2 separate regions of the Hordeum vulgare genome follow, and region 2 is linked to region 1. The links are chromatin contacts, called in public Hi-C maps. All regions are on one chromosome and are shown on one strand. Each heading gives the region's core, a stretch centred on a gene start, on an enhancer-like site or on the middle of the called end of the contact. The rest is flanking DNA. Distances are from core to core; before and after follow the strand shown.

The links. Hi-C and Micro-C count contacts between places; a contact is called where the count stands out from the background.
Region 2: a contact with region 1 is called in a Hi-C map of leaf, with 4 times the contacts expected there. The contact joins the enhancer-like site here to the promoter of LOC123426316 in region 1. A contact is called at or near these places in 6 of 6 Hi-C or Micro-C datasets (leaf, seedling and an unstated tissue) and 1 of 1 datasets of contacts at active chromatin or transcription factors (embryo).

What each region holds. Positions count from the first base shown.
Region 1 is chr2H:372,402,176-372,406,747 of MorexV3_pseudomolecules_assembly, reverse strand. LOC123426316 (transcription factor NIGTH1-like) reads left to right here and starts at 2,281. Exons shown (of 5, transcript XM_045110128.1): 1 at 2,281-2,612; 2 at 2,731-2,885; 3 at 3,009-3,420; 4 at 3,526-3,602; 5 at 3,719-4,142. The coding sequence starts at 2,411. The coding sequence ends at 3,940.
Region 2 is chr2H:372,613,402-372,618,517 of MorexV3_pseudomolecules_assembly, reverse strand. No RefSeq gene overlaps it. Among protein-coding and RNA genes, the nearest start is that of LOC123430108, 49 kb to the right of the region's middle. Within about 2 kb of position 2,902, at least 2 of the 3 cell types and tissues checked have open chromatin away from gene starts, as enhancers often do. A contact at or near this core is called in leaf, where this site is marked.

The DNA of each region.
Region 1 (4,572 bases), core at 1,032-3,531:
TCGTGTATGCATGCATATCCAGATAAATCAATATATCAAACTATTATTTTCCAAAATATGGAGTGAATACATATACAATTAAATTATAATTTATGTACATTCCCCCTTGTTTATCGTACGTGGCCGATATACCCTTGATAAGATACTCACCTATTTGACGCTTATGATTAATATCTTACAAAACCCCCATGCATGTGCCATTGTGAAATGATGCCACTACTCTAACGATGTCAAGTGCTACCTTTTACATGGACATGATACCGTATTCTACTAGGTTGTGTGGTAGATACACTTTTTGTGGCCATATGCGAGGTATACATTTTTCAAAACAAAATACCATATGCCCATGTGTGACAACTATTTATATAAGGCATATCATACTTCTACATATATTGGTTGTTGAAAACTTTACAACTGGGAGACCACCAACCAAACATGTCTAGGCCACACTTATGGATGTAAAAGACAGACCATTTATGGATTCAATGGTGAATTTCATGGTCACCAAGCTAGGTAGGTTTAGGAAATTGAAGTGAAGATGGTTTAGAGAACAATTTATGTCGTTTTTTGCACTAGAAGCCAATGTTGGTATGAGTGTCAAGTGTTACAAGTCGCAAAACCAATATAAAAACAAATAACAAACTTGACCCATAAGCACAACACACTGTGTTCCCAAGAAGCATAAATTACACTCAAACTAAATTCAAAGATAAATCAACAGAAAATTGTAATAACCGACCGCAAAAATAAAGAAAATAAAACCAATGACGCGCTTTTACGAGACAATGAATACAAACTTATTATGTAACCCAAGCACCGCGTATTCATCCATATCCTAATTAATCAATGTATCTAGCTAAAACAAATCCAAAATATAGAATGAATACATATACATCGAATTTTGTAATTTATGCACATACCCCCCTTGTTTATGGCATGTGGCCGATATACCTTGATAAGATACACACGTAATTGACGCTTATGATTAATTGCTTCAAAAAACTGATGCATATGCCATTGAGAAATGATTTCACTACTCTAATGAGACAAATATCAAAGTCTCTCAATTTAATTATGGAATTGGTGTTGTGCTTGAAGTTACTTCATTTTCATAGTTGTCAAGTGCTACTTTTACATGGATATGATGCATATATTCTACTAGGTTGTATGGTAGATACACTTTTAGTGTCCATATGTGAGATATACATTTTCCACAAGAAGATAGCTCATGAACAAGTGTGATAACTATTTATACAAGACATGGCATACTTTTACCTATTCTGGTTGTTGAAACCATCACAACCAGGAGACCACCATCTAAACATACCTAGACCACACTTAGGATGTAAACGACACACCATCCAGTGGTGGATCTAGGCCCACACGGGGTCAGGCCGGGGGCTTGAGGCCCAAAATCCAATCTACGCTGTAGCGGAATACTGTAGCAATTGCTACAACGTACATAAAGGGCCCAAGGTGGTCCATTGGATTGGATCCGTCCGTGACACCATCTATGGATTCAAAGATCAATGTCATGATCACTAAGCTAGGCATGTGTAGCAGTATATGAAACTAAAGTGAGAACAGTTTAGAGAGCCATTTATGTCATACAACAACAAATAACGAACTTGACACATGAGCGCAACACACTATGTTCACACAAGAAGTATAAAATTGTAAAAACACAAAATTCAGAAGATAGAGTTATAGGTACTAACCATAAAAATTAAAGAAAAGAAAACCAACGATACACTTTTAAAGACAATGAATGCAAACTTATTATATAACCTTAGCGCCGCATACGCATGAATATCCTGACAAATCAATATATCCAGCTAATACAAATCCAGAATATAGAACGATACATATACAATTAAATTCATAATTTATGTACGTATCCCCTGTCTATCGTATCTGACAGATATACTACCTTGATAAGATACACACGTATTTGACGCTTACGATTAATTGCTTCCAAAACTCAACATATTCAATTAATACCAATTTTTTCTTTCTTATAACAGCCTGAACAAAAAAACCATTTAGCATCTTCTCTCTGACCCCAATGGTACAAATCTCAATCTGGTTGAAAGTGTGTACCAGACACATTTTCAATTTGTTGGCATGCATAGGCAAGCGAGCTAAAGCATAAAATCCGTAAACCCCAAGGGCCTTGGTGGAAACTAGCGTCCATTGTAGCTATCCGTGGCTGTAGGTGACGTGAAAAATCGTCCTCGTCTCATCCTCGCACACACTCTCGAGATTCTCCGAATGCTTCTCCTCCTCTATCTATATAAACGTCCCCATTCACCCACCTCCTCCCTCCAGTTCACATCCACCTCATACTTTCTCTTGCAACAAGTCAGTAAAGATTCCGTTTGGAGCTCCGGTCCGTTGTAAACCCAACCCGATGGGTCTGGATGTAGGAGAGATCGGCATGGGCGCAGATTTGAGCCTGGATTTGAAGATGTTCGCGGCCAAGAGCCTGGGGCGGGCCAGGGAAGCGCCGGCGGCCGCCATGGACGACTGTATCCGGAGGCTGGAGGAGGAGAAGAGCAAGATCGAGGTGTTCCGGCGCGAGCTCCCCCTCTGCGCACGCCTCCTCGCTGACGGTGAGAGCGAAACCTCTTGCTTGTTGCTTTTGCTACTACTGCTAGCTATTATCCCTTTAATTTGTTGTTTTCTTCTTCTTGGGGAGCCTTTCTTGACGTGGTTTGGTTGTTTGCGCAGTGATTGATGTGATGAAGAAGGAGGTGGAGGAGAAGAAGAGAGGTGGCGACCGAGGAGAGAACAAGGAGGACGCCGGCGCAGGCGACAAGAGCAACTGGATGAGCACCGCGCAGCTCTGGACCGGCGATTCCGTCCGAGGGGACGATGCTTCCGAGGTAGGAATGGGATCCGGCCGGTGATTCGGTTGCCCGCGTGCTTGAAGCATTTATGATCATTAAATCCTGTGGTTTCATTTCGTTTGGGGTTCTGAAAGTTTGCGCCTTTTTTTACGATTGCAGAAGCAGGATGAGAGGAGGAGGTCCTCGGAGCCGGAATCTCATGACGGCGCTGTCTTGCCGTTCAAGGCCGTGGGCTCCGGTGCCCCGGCGTTCGCGCCGCCGAGTTTGAGGAAGGACGACAAGGCTGTTCGGATGCCGGATCTGCCGTTTCTGTCGCCGGCACCGATCAAGACCTCTCTGGCTGCTGCTACCGGCGGCGCTGAAGAAAGCCGCCGTCAGCTTGTGGGATTCGCGCAAGAAGCGGCGAGGGCTGCGGCCGCCCTGGCGCCGGCTGCCCCTTCCATGAGCCTCCAGGCTCAGTCGCAACAGACAGCACAACAGCAGCAGCAAGCGAGGAAGGCGCGGCGGTGCTGGTCGCCGGAGCTGCACCGCCAGTTCGTCACTGCCCTGCACCAACTCGGTGGGCCCCAAGGTGAGAGCTTCACAAAAAAATCACAGAAATTTCCTTCCATCTCTAGATATAATACTAGCAAATTATTGAGTGCTTACATGGTTGTTTTTCTTGGCACGATTGCAGTTGCTACTCCAAAGCAAATCAGGGAGTTGATGAAGGTGGATGGCCTGACCAATGATGAAGTGAAGAGCCATCTCCAGGTGAGCAATTCACCGCCATCTTACACAAACTTCTATCCATGTAATGATGGAATTTATTACTGGCTTTCACGTATAATTTGCATTGACACTAATGTGAATCCTGTATTATTGTTCAGAAATACCGTCTGCACAACCGAAGGGCGCCAGGATCTCCGGTAGCCAACCGGCCGATCGTGCTCATGGGAGGGCTCTGGATAACTCAGGAGCAAAGCAGCTCCCAGTCAGGGGGGTCACCTCCGGGCCCCCTACACTTGTCAAGCTCAGGCGTAGCTGCCTCATCGGTGACGGTCAGCGGCGAGGAAGAAGATGGCAGATCCGAGAGCTATGGCTGGAAATGATCAACAAGTTATATTAGTTTTTGTTCAGAGTTTCCGGGTCGATTCCTCGGGCGATATCTTGAGAGATTCCTGAGACAGGATTGTAGTGTAGTCTTTTTTGTTGTATGCAGGGAGATCAAGCCTTGAGTGCTTTGAGATGAAACTCTGGCTGTTATTATGTAAGTACATCGGAAAGAGGTTATACTAGTTACAATTTTGCGGATATGTTAATCTAAAAGGTTGGGGCAGAGCTGGGCAGAGCTGCAATTTTCGCCCAGAGAATTTACCCATGTTCAGCGTCAGACTTTCTCTCGATGAGCAATTTTCCATTTCATCAATTAAGCACAGTGCAGCTTTACATAGGGCTTGATGCTGTTCTTGGTTGATTTTTTTTTTTAGAAAAGGAGGATGAACTGTTCTTGGTTGATACAGTACTGTACAACTGAAAGCCAGTTGCAGGTAGATTCTGAACTTGTGATGGTGCCCGTATTTTGTTTCTCTCCAGCAAAATAAGGTGCATTTTCCTAGTTATTGATAGCCATGAATTGTTTCCTGCTCTCTGGATTCCAGCACTGAAGAAAAATCTTTGGATCCTCATCCTTCCCTTGGAACTTGAGGTGGTCCTGAATCCTGACCATAACTAGACGCCATCC
Region 2 (5,116 bases), core at 1,653-4,152, 210 kb before region 1:
TGCAATCGTGTGTCTCGCTATGTTGACATGCTTGCTTTGCATAGTTTCACCTAGGATGTTGAAATCTTATTATCCTTTGAAAAATATTGTGATTTTTTTATCAAAACACTAAAGGAGTCCTTTGAACTTTTGTCTCTTTCACCTAATTACACAAGTTGGGGCTTTAGTGATGCCTTGATTAGTGATAGAATGTTGTAGAGATTTTTGGTGATGAACTAAGTGACTTGTGTTGATCGAGGATGCGCAACACGTAAGTGGCCAAACTACCCCCTCGGGGTACTTAGCTTTTGAATTATATGCAATATGATCACAGACAAGAAATAATATCCAAGCAACAATATTTGATACATTTGTTGTTAATTGTGGACTGCAAGTAGTTACATTTAAAATTGAAATTTAAGCCCTTAGTGTGTGAAATATTGAGCCTTATATAAACCTAAAAGTGTTGAGTCGAGTTTTTTGGGACCATATAATCATAATTTATCAGTGTCGATGCCATGTCAACAAAGTCATGATGTCATATTTATTACTGTAATCAGTCTTGGACATGTATGGTCATGTCCACGATGATTGCATTATACTTATTGACTCCTTCCATCAAACTTTTTTGCACTATGAAGTACTCAATCCGGGGCATCAATACTGGTTTCCATAACACAATATTTGGTACATTTGCTAAAGTACACCCACAATGGAGTTATAGAGCATCCATGAAAATTGCGTAAGCATATTTGGAGTTACCTCGATAATTACTCGTGTGGTTTCTCTATACACGCAAATACACAATCCTCAATTATATTATTTCTTATAACTAATTTAGATTCTAGATTTATTTGTACCCTTTTCTATGCATGTCAATTCTCATAGTTTACTTTAGTACTATCACAATATATGTTCTATGCATGCTAATTCTCGCATCTCATTATAGTACTCGTCAAGATGTGGTTGCATTTACACACTTACTAGCCATATCAATTGATACATGGCACCCAACGAAAACACCTACATTACGCTTAACGAGTCAAATATAGTGTTACTCATATGTTCGCGCAAACCTTAAAACTAACGGGCCGACCTATGTAGATGCACAATGATAGGGTTTTCTTGAGCAAGTAGTTGGCAGATACCCGAGCGGACAATACTTCCCTTATCGTGGGAACGCCCCAACATGCCATGTGATGCATCCTAGTAACGTTACGTGGCGCACCGTGGGTGCTTCCCCATTGTGAGTTTTATTTTGTGGTTTTTATTTTTGGCTTGCCTCTTATTTTTTAAATGTTTTTATAGTTTTCGTTTGCCAAGACCGTGGAGTACAATTGTGCTTCCCCGCAAAAGCATATTGTTGCGATAATTATCATCATTAAAAAAATCTGAGAGTGACCTTTCAAAGAAATATTTCCTAATTAGTGATTTTATGGGTTTGAAGTTTCGAAAAATCATGAATGGTTTATTTTCTCGTTCAGACCGTATTTTTCTTTGTGTTTATTCGTCGTTTTTAAGTTTGTTTTGTTCTATTTTTTATTTTCGTTTTTTTAAACATGAACATTTTGAAATTCCTTTTTTGCACATTCGTGATTATTAAAATATAGTGATTACTTTTATAAAATACGTGCTTATCTTTAAGATAAATCCGCACATTTTTTTTATATTTAGAATATTTTTTAAATTCTGGTTGTTTTCCAAATTTGTGCATATTTTATACATTCATGAACTTTTTAAATTTTGAAACATTTTTCTAAAATCCCTAAAAATCATGGTCGATTTTGATTACATGAAATTTTTAGATCTATAAGAATACCATAACGGACGTCGCCAAACCAGCTGGAACTTTTTTCTTTAATGAGCAAGCGAGAATTAAACCCATTAAGGCTGGCGTGAAGTGCATGACACATGGCGCAAGCTGGTTGGCTGCAATAAGAATTTTTGACAACTCTTTTTACATGAAGGTGAGGATTATCTTTTAAATGTATTTTTTAGATGGAAATGAGGACGTAAAGTATTTTCTAAATGGAGGATTATGCAAAGTGGCGCTCGCTGGTAGACTGTGGTGGTAACTTTCTTTTTACTTTTTCTTTTTTACTTCTTTTTTAGATGAAAGTAAGGATTTTCTGTAAGATGTTTTTTAGAAAGAAGCAAGGATTTTATATATTTTTAGATGAAAATATACACACAACTTCCTTTCAAATGACGCCAATCGATGACGCTCCACTAATGAGAAATAAAACGAGCTAGAGCGAGGGAGTACAATATATTTTTATTTTTGAGCCGGCAAGTTAGGTTAGCCGCGTACGCCCTACGGGGAGCTAGTTCCAGTCCCGAGAGCTATATATCTAGCGTAAACCGAGACTCAGACTCCTATGTGGTGCTTCAGGCGCCACTAGGGGAATGGGCGCCTGGAGCCCCCATCTTTATAAACCGGTCCATATAAAATGCGTTGGTTATTAAAAAATGGAAAAAAGTTTACAGAATTTTCAAAAAGTTTAGATTTTTAAAAAACTACAATGATTATGAAAAAAAGTTCACTGACTTTTCCGAATAAGGTCATTAATTTTCAAAAAGTTCACATAATTCGAAAACAATATCGTCGATTTTGGAAAAAATCCCAACAATTTTTCAAAATTGTTCACTGATTTTTAAAAAAGTTTATGAATCTTATATTATATTCACTGATTTTAAAAAAAGTTCACCGATTTTAAAAAAGTTCATCGATTTTCGAAAAAGTTTATCAATTTCGAAAAAAATTCATGTATCTTGGAAAAAGCTCACAGATTTTAAAAAAAGTTCACGGGCTAAAACAGTCCACGGCCTAAAAGTTCATGAAGAATTTCTAGATGGGCCAGCCCATTATGTAGCGCTGCAAGCGCTGGTTAGCATTTTTGCGTGTAACCGGCGCCTGTGGCACTAAATAGAGTTTGCCGCCGAGACTAGCTGTGGTTCGCCTAAGGCCATGCTTGGATTGTTGTTTTCCCAACAAATACACCTGTATTGAAAATACAGATCTCCGACGGTCGTTTACTTTACAACCCGTTTTCTTTACAGTTCGGTAAGTTACATTTGTAAATTAAATACGGTTGTATTGAAAGACCCCCCATGCCAAGCGCGGCCTAAAGCTTTCGTGGCGTACAGTCTTAGCTGACCTATTTTGCTCGTTCATCTTGGTTCGCTCACTTGTGACCAATCTTTTTCCGTTTCCTTCTTAGTTTTTATTTTTTTTCTTGTTCCTTCCATTACTTTGGTTTTGGTGTGTTTTATTTTTCTGTTTTCATTGGGTTTTTTATTTTTCTTTCTTATTTTATTAAGTTTTACTTTTTATTTGTTTTCTCTATTTTATTTTGAAATATAAATTTTTATGTATAATTTTTTCCTTCACATTGTACATTTGTTATATGTCAGGAACATTATTTATACATAATTTTTATCATTTTTAAAATACATATTTAACATGTTTCAAATAAGTTATTAATAAATTTAGACAAATTTTTCAATGACTACTATTTTTCTTACACGATGAAAAAGACATTATACATTAGGAACATTACACATATATACCTTTTCCAAATACAGGTTTAATATAGTTTTAATACATTGGTGGCTACTATTATCCATACATGTTATATATTTTTTGTTGAGGCCTCCTACATGTTTGTCGGCGGATCTTTTAAAAGATTCGTCGCCTTCCAAGCCGTCCAATTATATGATGTGAGCCGTGGGTTCCACTCTTCTATTTTCTGCCACAAGCCCCATTTGCAAACCTCATTTCTGCAACATCTCATTTGCAAAAAAAATCTTTGTTTTCCTGCAACAAGATTTTTGTTGCGAACATAATTCCTACAACAAGATCACAATTGCAAAAGTGCAACATCTCCAACCTCTTTTGTGTATTCTTCCAACAAACCCCTTATTGCAATTTTATTCAATAAAACCATGTTGCAGAAAACGCCATGCCGTCACAGCCGTCACTGAAACAACATCGTTGTTGCAGGAACTCTTGTTGTATGCAATACCGGCGTTTGTAGCTAACCTTGTGGAAGCAGCAGTCATGCCTAGTCATGCCTATCCACACCGGTCCTCCTTCAGGATGGTGGTGACGATGCTCCGGCAAAGGAGTGCCTTGTAGAGGAAAGATAGAAAGAAAGTGTGAGGAGAAGAAGAGGGGCTAGGGTGGCGGAGCAATGCCATTTGGTTTGATGCACTCGAGGTAGGAGAAGAGGTTGGGGAAGAAGATATGGATGGGCCTTCTCGTTGGAGATAAGAAGAAAAAATGCGAGTGGTGGTGCATGCTCACGCACTACTAGGGAAAAGCCTAGCAGTAATGCGGGTTTTAGGCGTATGAGTAGCGCGGGCTCCCGCGCTACTGATACAGCGCTACAGCTAACCTTTACTAGTAGCGCGGGTCCACCCACGCTATAGCTAAAATGTAGCAGTAGCGCGTGTTAGCACGCGCTACTGCTATACATGCGTAGAGGCAGTGGGCTTTACATAAACGCGATGTTGCTATACATGCGTAGCAGTAGTGATCTTTACATAAACACGTTGCTGCTATACATGCGTAGCCATAGCGAGCTTTACTAAGCCACGCTACTGGTAGGGGTTTTGACTATTTTTTCCTGTATATTTGTTTTGTATTTGAACAGGCTTTATACAATAATCTTTAACACATGCAAATGTCATCATCATACACATACAAATGTAACATAGCATATACATACAAATAGTATCATCAAATCATGTCATCATCATAATCATCATCCAACACAAAGTGGTCTCTCGTCATCATCTCGAAAATAGCGACACAAGTCTCGAATACTTGCAACTACATCCTCATCCATCTAAACAATCATATAGGCGAGAAGAGATATCACTATGAGTGAGAGCAGAACTATGCATTATATGAGGCGCGGTTATGAGTCCTCTCTCGCGCTAGCATGTACCTCAAGTAACTGGTTTCTACTTCTTGTCTGCTTTTGAAGCCTTTATGGCTGGCGCCCGAGACCCCCTCCACTTGCGCCTGACACTCAGGCCACTCGTCGTACACTCCCGAAACCTTCCCTTTGTACACGACATAGCACTGCTTCTTCGCCATCAAGAATCTAGGTACCTGTTAGTGATGCATCTT